Regions from separate parts of the Mus musculus genome. Here all the other regions are linked to region 2. Evidence: chromatin contacts called from public ChIA-PET and HiChIP or PLAC-seq data. All regions are on one chromosome and are shown on one strand. Each heading gives the region's core, a stretch centred on a gene start, on an enhancer-like site or on the middle of the called end of the contact. The rest is flanking DNA. Distances are from core to core; before and after follow the strand shown.

What was found. ChIA-PET counts read pairs in DNA pulled down with a chosen protein or histone mark. HiChIP or PLAC-seq counts read pairs in DNA pulled down with a chosen protein or histone mark.
Region 1: an RNA polymerase II ChIA-PET map of memory CD8 T cells shows a contact between it and region 2, with 2,281 read pairs. The contact joins the promoter of Ndufs7 here to the promoter of Mbd3 in region 2. A contact is called at or near these places in 11 of 39 promoter capture datasets (the 3T3-L1 cell line, 3T3-L1-derived adipocytes, embryonic stem cells and 5 more), 6 of 115 datasets of contacts at active chromatin or transcription factors (the SCID.adh cell line, embryonic stem cells, memory CD8 T cells and 1 more) and 4 of 9 other capture datasets (adipose tissue, embryonic stem cells, liver and 1 more).
Region 3: an H3K27ac HiChIP or PLAC-seq map of embryonic stem cells shows a contact between it and region 2, with 6 read pairs. The contact joins the promoter of Pwwp3a here to the promoter of Mbd3 in region 2. A contact is called at or near these places in 6 of 39 promoter capture datasets (the C10 cell line, cranial neural crest, fetal liver and 3 more), 2 of 484 Hi-C or Micro-C datasets (forebrain and regulatory T cells), 6 of 115 datasets of contacts at active chromatin or transcription factors (the SCID.adh cell line, effector CD8 T cells, embryonic stem cells and 2 more) and 2 of 9 other capture datasets (adipose tissue and liver).

Annotation. Positions count from the first base shown.
Region 1 is chr10:80,248,009-80,250,891 of GRCm38.p6, reverse strand. Ndufs7 (NADH:ubiquinone oxidoreductase core subunit S7) reads right to left here and starts at 1,443. Exons shown (of 8, transcript NM_029272.4): 1 at 1,401-1,443. The coding sequence starts at 1,416. It overlaps n-TFgaa3 (a tRNA gene), which reads left to right and starts at 1,856; the gene lies at 1,856-1,928. n-TNgtt7 (a tRNA gene) reads right to left here and starts at 1,733; the gene lies at 1,660-1,733.
Region 2 is chr10:80,398,273-80,401,115 of GRCm38.p6, reverse strand. Mbd3 (methyl-CpG binding domain protein 3) reads left to right here and starts at 1,585. Exons shown (of 7, transcript NM_001306143.1): 1 at 1,585-1,898. The coding sequence starts at 1,885.
Region 3 is chr10:80,225,112-80,228,032 of GRCm38.p6, reverse strand. Pwwp3a (PWWP domain containing 3A, DNA repair factor) reads right to left here and starts at 1,435. Exons shown (of 14, transcript NM_023431.5): 1 at 1,329-1,435.

The DNA of each region.
Region 1 (2,883 bases), core at 194-2,693, 150 kb after region 2:
CCAGGCCTCCTCCTCTTCCTGCCTTTTAAAATGGTATTACTATGTATCCATGGCCGGCCTGGAACTCCCAGAAATCTTAGTGCCCTTCTTTTGAAGCAGGGATCCAGTATAGCCCAGGCTAGGCTCATCCTGCCTCAGCGTCCCAAGGGATGGGATCACAGCTGTACAGTACAATGCCTTACAGCAAACATCCTCCTTGTTGTCTCTAAGGTGTTAGTTTCTCCTTCAAATAGGACCACAGTAAGGTCTATTAACTGTCACCAGCAAGATCACAGCTGAGCCTGAGTGAATTCAGGCGCCAGCAGTCAACACCACGAATCACCAAGCCCTCCACTCTTCAAGGGGGCTACATCACAGCTGGGCTGGGTACAGTGGTGGGGTCTGTAACCCCAGCAATGAGAGACTGTAGCAGGAACATGAGTTTGATATGACTCTAGGCCACACAGGAAGACCCTATCTTTAAAAGAAAAAATAATGTTGGGTATAGTAGTAAGTCTGTCATCCTAGTATTTGGGGTCAGAGCCTGGAGGATCAGGAGTTCAAAGTCAGCCTCTTATACATGAGATCCTGTCTCCAAAGCAGGCATTTGGGGCTGGAGTTGTGTTGGCAGAGTCCCTGCCTGGCATGCACCAAGCTCTTAGTTCCATCCCTGGTGCTGTATAAATGGGCTTGACTGTGCACACCTGCCATCCCAGCATTAGCAGTGAAGGCATTCGGATGAAGCCTTCAAGATCACCCACAGTATAGAGTTTGAGCTAGGACCCATCAGACACTGTCTCAAAGCAACAACAAAACACAGAAGGAGTTAGACCCGACTTCCTGAGTTCTCCCACTCCTTATGTTAACACTGCAACCTGCTAGGCGATGGGAGGTTCCACTTAGCAACTGTCGCTCACGTCTACCAAACTGCACAGGTGTTTAATCCCTGTACATAAAGAGAAAGACACCAAAGCTTTGGCAGGGAAACTAAGACATCTGCTCTAGAGGCCCTTGCTAGCTGTCCAGGTTGGGGATGAGATGGAAAGAGCCACCGGGTGGGTGGCCTAAGTGTCCTGGGCCTCTCCCCTGTCCCACTCTGTGCTTCGGGGACATCAGCCGGGTTTCTGCAGTCAGCTTCCTGAGGTTGGAAGATACACAGGCCTCAGCGTTCCCGACTATAATCAGGGACGATAGCAGGAGGCCTGCAACTTGCTATGTAGACCATGCAGAACTGTGTAACGTGAATTCAAACATGCTTCGGCCTAATGCTAGACACCGACATTACCGAGGGCTGGGATCTGACCTATAGGTCTCTACGGTCCCAACGCCTCTCAACACTAGGCTTGGGCTCCAAGGTCCCCGCAGCGCCAGCTCGGAGCCCAGGACTACGCCACTCTCCCGACCGCAAGGGCTTCACTCACCCGCCAGCGCCGCCATCTTGGCCTCGGCCTTCAGACAACCTCTGCGGTCCGTCCTCCAAAGAGTTCCGGTTCTAGTCCAACGCCCAAATAGACACCAGCGGAAACCCGCACCACAAGCCGAGTGGTTCTGACCCGCTTTATACCTGTGGTCGCGTCCGCGCAGAGTGCGCCACGGTCGTCCTGTGACAAACAGGAAACAGCGACAAAATAAAGAACTTCCACTTTATTCAGTATTAGGGAATGAAAAAGTCGCTGTGGTCGTCCCTGGGTGGGCTCGAACCACCAACCTTTCGGTTAACAGCCGAACGCGCTAACCGATTGCGCCACAGAGACGACATTAGTCAGCTGCTTATAGTATAACCCTACAAGGTTTGACAGACAAATTGTGAAGTGCGCTTGCGCGCTAAAGCAATGGCACGGGGCGGAGGGAGGGTGTTACCGACAAACAGCGCGTCGCCGAAATAGCTCAGTTGGGAGAGCGTTAGACTGAAGATCTAAAGGTCCCTGGTTCGATCCCGGGTTTCGGCAAGTGTTTTTAACTCATTGATGAACCTGTCTTCCGTTTTTGAGATTTTTGATTCGTTTTGAACCACAGTCTTGAATTAGTCCAATCCAATGTTGAACTTTTACGTTCTATTTACATATTAGCAATCAGTCCTGCATTCTTCCAATTAATAGGTCTAAAGCCATTACTGACTATGAAATGTAAAAGTATCGGGGTGAATTGTTTACACACCTGTCAGACTAGCACCCCAGAGAAGCAGGAGGATGTGTACGAGGACAAGTTCTTCCTCTCAAAAAGCCAAAATTATTATTGTTGTTGGTAATGATGTTGTTAAGTAACTTTTTTTTTTTTTTCTTTTTTGGTTTTTCGAGACAGGGTTTCTCTGTATAGTCCTGGCTGTCCTGGAACTCACTCTGTAAACCAGGCTGGCCTTGAACTCAGAAATTCACCTGCCTCTGCCTCCCAAAGGTAACATTTTTTTAAAATGGCTCAGCAGAGCATTGGTTCCTCTTTCAAAAGAATGGGAATTCAATTCCCAGCATCCCATAACCTTCTAAAACTCCAATTCATGGGTCTCTGATGGCTCTTTTGATCTCTCCAGGCACCAGGCATGCATGCAGTCAAAACACCCACACATAAAATAATAAAGTAAAATGAATAAATGTAGGTGGTTAGTGAGCACTCTCTCCTATCACGCAGAAGACCCTGGTTCCACCTCGGCACCACATAAACAAGGCATGTGTGGCGTGCCTGTCATTCCAGCCCTGGGGAGGTTGAGGCAGGAGAGTTAGGAGTCCTTGGCTAGACAGCAAACTCAAGGCCAACCATGATAATGAGAATGATAAAGGTCTGAACTGGTTCAGTGGATAAAAGCAGTTGACTGCTGCTAGACCTGAGTTAGATCTCTAGATCCCACAAGGTGGCAGGAGAGAACTGGAGTCCGAAAGTTGTCCCAGGCATGGGTACCAATGGCTCATG
Region 2 (2,843 bases), core at 336-2,835:
GGCTGCATGTCTGAGACCTCCCTTCCTGCCAGCCCAGATAAAGCAGTAAGCTACAAGCTGAGAGACCCAGTCTGGGGAAGTTAGATGGTTCTGGATGGTAAGAGGCACAGATTTTTAAAATTCAAAAATAGAGAATTGAGAACCCCAGTGTCAATTTTCTGCTGCCATTCTCACATGCAAAAATCTGTCAGACACCAAGCCTGGCTTAATCCCAGCACCTGGGAAGCAGGGGGCAGAAGGATCTCGGAGTTCAAGGCCAGGGAAAGCTACAAAGTCAGACTCTGACTCAAAAATACAAAACACTAATCCCAGCCTCCATGTCCCCCTGACCTTCTTCACTGTGATCTGATCTCTCCTCCTGATCTGGGGACCCAAATCCTAGCTCATAAAATACAGTTCCTGAGCTCCAAAAATTGCAGGCAAGACAAAGATCTTTAAATGTGTTGTGATTTCACCTCATGATCCCTTGGCAGCTCTCCTTGTCAGGGAGGGTCCCCTTTCAAAGAGAGGTCTTCCAGGTACTGTATAATGGAAGCCTGGGTGAGAAGGTAGTTGGCCTTCAGGCATGTTCCCTGGGTAAGTCTGGCTGGGCCTGAGTGGCAAAGCAGCCGACAGTACCAAGCAGGAGTAAGTGACCCCCCAGCTCCCTGTCCTCAGGGCTGCGGTAGACAAGGGGCGATAGTGCGAGTGACTCCATTCACTAACTTAGAAACCAGTTTTTGGTTTTGTTCTTCCTTCTGATGCTGGATCTAGTAAACTCCAAGCTGGTCTTGAAGTGCTTGATCCTCCTTCCTCCACTATCCCAGTGCTGAGATGGCAAGCACGTGCCACTATTCCTGGCCTGATTTTAGGGTATTGCTGTGTGGCCCAGGCTGGCCAGGAATGTTCTAAATAGGTTCGTGAGCCATCAAACTCAGGCTGGGGTGCAGCCTAACGGCAGAAAGTCTACCACGTGTAAGGTTCTGCTTTCTATTTTCAGTACTGCTGCAAAGAACAAACTTCTTAAATAGTTCTTGGTGAAGCCGGGAGTGGTGGTGCATTTCTGTCCTCGCAGTAACGCAATAGAGGCTGGGGCTGGAACAGCCGAGAGGCCAGAACGAAACGCAGAGGGAAGCAGGACTGCGTCGAAGGCCCCGAGTTGTACTCGATCTTTTTCACAAAGCCCAGGCGGGTCCCTGACAAACGCACACTGCGCAGGTGCAGCCCAGCGCGACCCCAGGACCAGGACGGCAGCTCGGGCGAAACTGCTCCAGCTTGGTACAGACCAGGTGCAGCACACACTGTGCTTCCGGAGTCTAGAGCGCAAACGCAATGGTTGTCCCACCCCGGCCACGCTGATTGGCTGTCCTTGTCTCAGAGCAGATTTATATGAGAAGTTAAGCACAGAACGAGGTTCTGAGCGCTGATTGGTCTCCATGCCCTGTGGGCGTCTCCCGCAAGGCGGGACGTAGCCAACTGTGCATTTTAAGCCGAGGAGCTGAAGTGATCTGATTGGCTTCACAGCCTTGGGGCGGGTCTTGAAGGCAAGCGAAGGCTGGGTCGGGGCCGCGGCTGCGCAGAGAGTCTGGACGGCAGTCAGACTGGTCCTGCGAGCGCGAAGGGGCGGGGCCGACTCCACGCCTGCGCAGACGAGCCCCACGCGCGGGCGGGTGGGCGGAGCGGCCCCCCTAGCGGGGGCTGTGAAGCGCGGGGAGGGGGCCGAGCGGGTGGCGAAGCCGGCGCGCGCCCGGCTGGGGGCGGAGGGCGGAGGCCCGTGGGACAGAACAGCTGCGGCGAGTGGCGGCGGCGGAGGGAGCCGAATCGGCGACGAGCCCGGGGGTCGCAACTTGCAGAAGCGGCGGCGGCGGCGGCATCGGCCACGGCGGGCGGAAAAGCCGGGGCGCAATGGAGCGGAAGAGGTGGGAGTGCCCGGCGCTCCCGCAGGGCTGGGAAAGGGAAGAAGTGCCCAGGAGGTCGGGGCTGTCGGCCGGCCACAGGGATGTCTTTTACTATAGGTGAATGAGCGCGCCGGCCGCGCAGGGCCCCAACGGGCGCCTCCCAGCGGCCTCTGCGGCGGCCTGGGCGCCCCGACTGCGGGCCGCGGTCTGGGCCGGGCGACGTGCGTCCGAGCGTGCGTCCGAGCGTGCGTCCTACGTGCCAGCTGTGGTCAGTGCGCACGCGCCGGCCATGGCTCGCCTCAGCGCGCATGCGTTGAACCCAGTGCCTTGCCTTTTGCTGATCCGCGCCACCCAGCGCTGCTGTGAGTGCGCGTGCGCCACGCCTGCAGCCAAGGCTTCAGCCTCGTGGCTTTTAGCCCGCCTGTGGCGCGGGCTTTTGTCCTCCAAGGAATCGGGGACCGTGCGCGCCGTGCGAGGGGCGCCCGGGCCTTGGCCAGACGCCGCTGGGAAGCGGGGGTGGGAGGGGGATGGGCTGACCCTTTGACCCTCGCGGGGACTTTATCATGGTTTCGGGAAGCAAGGGAACTGCCCCAGGTGGCCTGATCCCCTCACCTGCATAAATTTGGGTTTGGCTTCTTGTTCAGCAAAATGTCCCCCATTTTTATGGCGTTTCCAAAGCCCTTGCTCTTCTTGAGCGGTGGCCCCAAATGTAACATCACAGTGGCTTCTGACTAATGTGAATGTGGTTTTTGTGTGCAAGACTTTTTTATGAATAAGTCTGCTCTTTAAAAAATATTTTAAATTTTTTATTTATTTAATGCATGAGTGCTCTGCCTGCTTGAAGAGAGAGCATCAGATCACCCAATAGAAGGTTGTGAGCCACCATGTGGTTGCTAGCAATTGAACTCATGACCTCTTAGCCAACTCTCCAGCCTTTTTTTTTTTTTTTTTTTTTTTTTTTTGAGG
Region 3 (2,921 bases), core at 186-2,685, 170 kb after region 2:
TGAAGGGTGGCTGCAGCACACACCACACTCCACATACCCCATTCCCTGGAAGGACAGGGACAGATGCAGGGTTCTGGCAGAAGCAGCCAGGGCTGTGAACAGAAATGGAAAGATGGGGGAAGGGGGACCAAAGCAGCAGGAAGGACGGCAGGAACAAGGGAACTACCAGCAGAAACAAGGGTTTATGTAGTAGAAGGGATCGTAGAAGCAGGAAAGGTTTTCCAGAGGGATTACAGGCAGCAGAGTTGGGGGAACAGGGTTCCCAGCAAGGATGGGAGTTCATTAAAGCAGGGTGGGGTTTCAGGAGATAACAAGGGCTCTGCAGCGTTATGGGAACTCAGACAACAAAAGATGAGGCTCAGGTAACAAGGACTGGGGTTTGGGCAGCAAATATGTCCATAGCAAAGAAAGAGGTTCAGGTAGGAGTCAGGTAAAAGAGGTGGGGTTTGCAGTAGGGAAACAAAGATGGGGTTCACAGAGGAACTGAGATTCAAGCTGCAGAAACTTGAGTTCAGCAGGAAATATAGGGTTTACAGCAATGAATGGGAGGTCAGGCTAGAGGGAGTTTGGGCGCGGAGACTGCGATTCTGACATGAAACTCAGAGTTCACAACAGGGATAAGGTTCGAGCAGCAAATTGGGGGCTTAGACTGCAGAGAGGGGGTCAAAGGGAAGAAATAAGGCAAGAAATCCAGAATTTTCAGCAAGGACATAAATTCAGGCTGCTGAGACAGGGTACCAAGCAGTAAATTCACGATTCAGGCGGCACGGGGTGTGTGTGTGTATGTGTGTAATGTTGGGTTGATACTGCAGAGGTCGAGGTATCCGGTCAATAAGGGGCCTCCAGCAGGAAACTCGGGGTCTTAGCAAGGACACGGGTTCAGGCTGCAAAAAAGGGGTATAAGGTAGGAAACTCGGGGCTCAGGTTGCAGAAGAGAGATATAAGGCCGGAAATACGGGGTTCAGGCTGCAGAAGATAGGGATCAGGCCGGAAATACGAGGCTCTCGGCAGGGATGGGGCTCAGGCTGCAGAGAAGGGGACTTAGGTCAGAAACACAGGGTTTGCACCAGGAAACGAGGTTCTCAGCCCCCCAGGGGCCTCGGCCGCACGTGGGCCCTGCGCAGAACCGGACGCGGCCCAGCTGGTCCAGCCCAGCCGCCGCCCTTCCCCAGGCTCTCCGCCTGCACCCCGCCCGGCCCTCCCCAGGCCGCAGCGGGCTCACCCACCCAGCCCGCCTGACGCGGCGTCCGAGCCTGAGCGACCAGGCCGCGGCGGTCCCAACGGCGGAAGCCCGCCCGCCAACCGCCGCCGCAAGCCCGCGCGCTCACCGCCTCCGCCGCCGCGCAGATCCCCGCGGGCTAGGGGCGGGGCCTGCCTCACAGCGGCGCCGAGTCCCGCCCGCGCCGCCGCCCAATGGGAACTGCGTACCTGCGCCTCGACCCCGCCCCCCAAGAGCGCGCCACCTCCTGCGGGCCACGCCTCAGCCCATCGGTCACGCCCTCCACCGCCTTCCCTCCTGCCCAACTTGTGGAGTGCGCGGCGAGGGCTCCCCCTGGGCCCGAGGCAGGGTAGACCGGGAGGCCCGCTCCAAGTCCCACCCCCCGCTGCTGGCCAATAAGAAGATGGAGCTCACATCATGGCCCCTCCCACAGACGGCGGCGGCCTCCCTAGACCACGCCTCAGCCCGTAGTCCACGCCCCAGTTTTCCTACATCCTGCAATGGTTCCTGAGACGGAAAGTGGGCCCTTTTTCCAGACAGATTTCCGCCTGCGAGCAGCTATGCGAAGACAGAGGGGGGTTGGGAAGGCGAAGGCCTCACGAGCTCCTCACAGACTTCTAGTACCTTCCAGCTTCCGAAGTAACCCGATTCCCACCCCAGAAGGAAGTTATCCCACCTATGTGGGAAAAAAAAAAAGCCATCCAGTGAGGATGCCCAAGTCCTGAAGTGGAAAATAGAATGTGAGATGGCCTCATACCTAGGTCCCCAAGCATAGTCAGCGACTGGGAGGGAGGGGGGCTGCATCCAGGACCTGTATCCATGGACTTTTCTAGAACTGGAAGTTTCCAGTTTGGCTGCCGACAAATGTTTTTGTTTTTGTTTTTTTGAGACAGGATCTTTCTGTATAGCTGTGGCTGTCCTGGTACTCACTTTGTAGAGACCAGGCTGGCCTCAAACTCTACCTGCCTCTGCCTGCCAAATGCTGGGATTAAAGGCGTGTGCCACCACTGCAGGTGAGGTTCACACTCAAATTCTTAACTAAGGCAGTTAGGCTGCTCACCTGAGCAATGTCACTGACCTGGTCTCTCATGACTGTTTTTCCTTTTTAAAATGGTTTACTTATTCCCATTTCATGCGCATTGGCGTTTGCCTGCATGCATGTCTGTGTGAAGCCATCAGATCTTGGAGTACTACAGGAAGTTGTGAGGGGCCACGTGGGTGCTGGGATTTGAACCTCCATCCTCTGGAAGAGCCATCTCTCCAACCTAAGTGTTTTTCTACTGTGCTTATTACAGATGGAGAACAAGTGTTGTTGTTGGCCACAGAGGTGAGATGACGGGCCTGCACCCTGGGTGTCATTAGGATGGTGGCTTGTGCCACAAGTGACATGGGGTCAGGAATCCCAGGCCCAGAAGCTTAGATGGCAGTACTAGGGTCTCCTGACAGCACTGGCCAAAGTGGGCAGTGTGTGTGTGTTCTAGGCCACTGATTCTCAGGTAATTCTCTTGAAGTGAGGATTGTCACATTGTCACCACCAAGCATTACTGGTCTGCATAAGCTTGGAGGTTATGCGTGGTGGAGGGGATGTGGGTGAGTGGGTGGTGTGAGCGTGTCCGTGGGATGCATGGGATGGCCAGGTCTCTCAGCAAGGTTGGTTCTATAGGTTCACAATTGAAGCAGAAGCAGTGAGCAAAAGATGGTA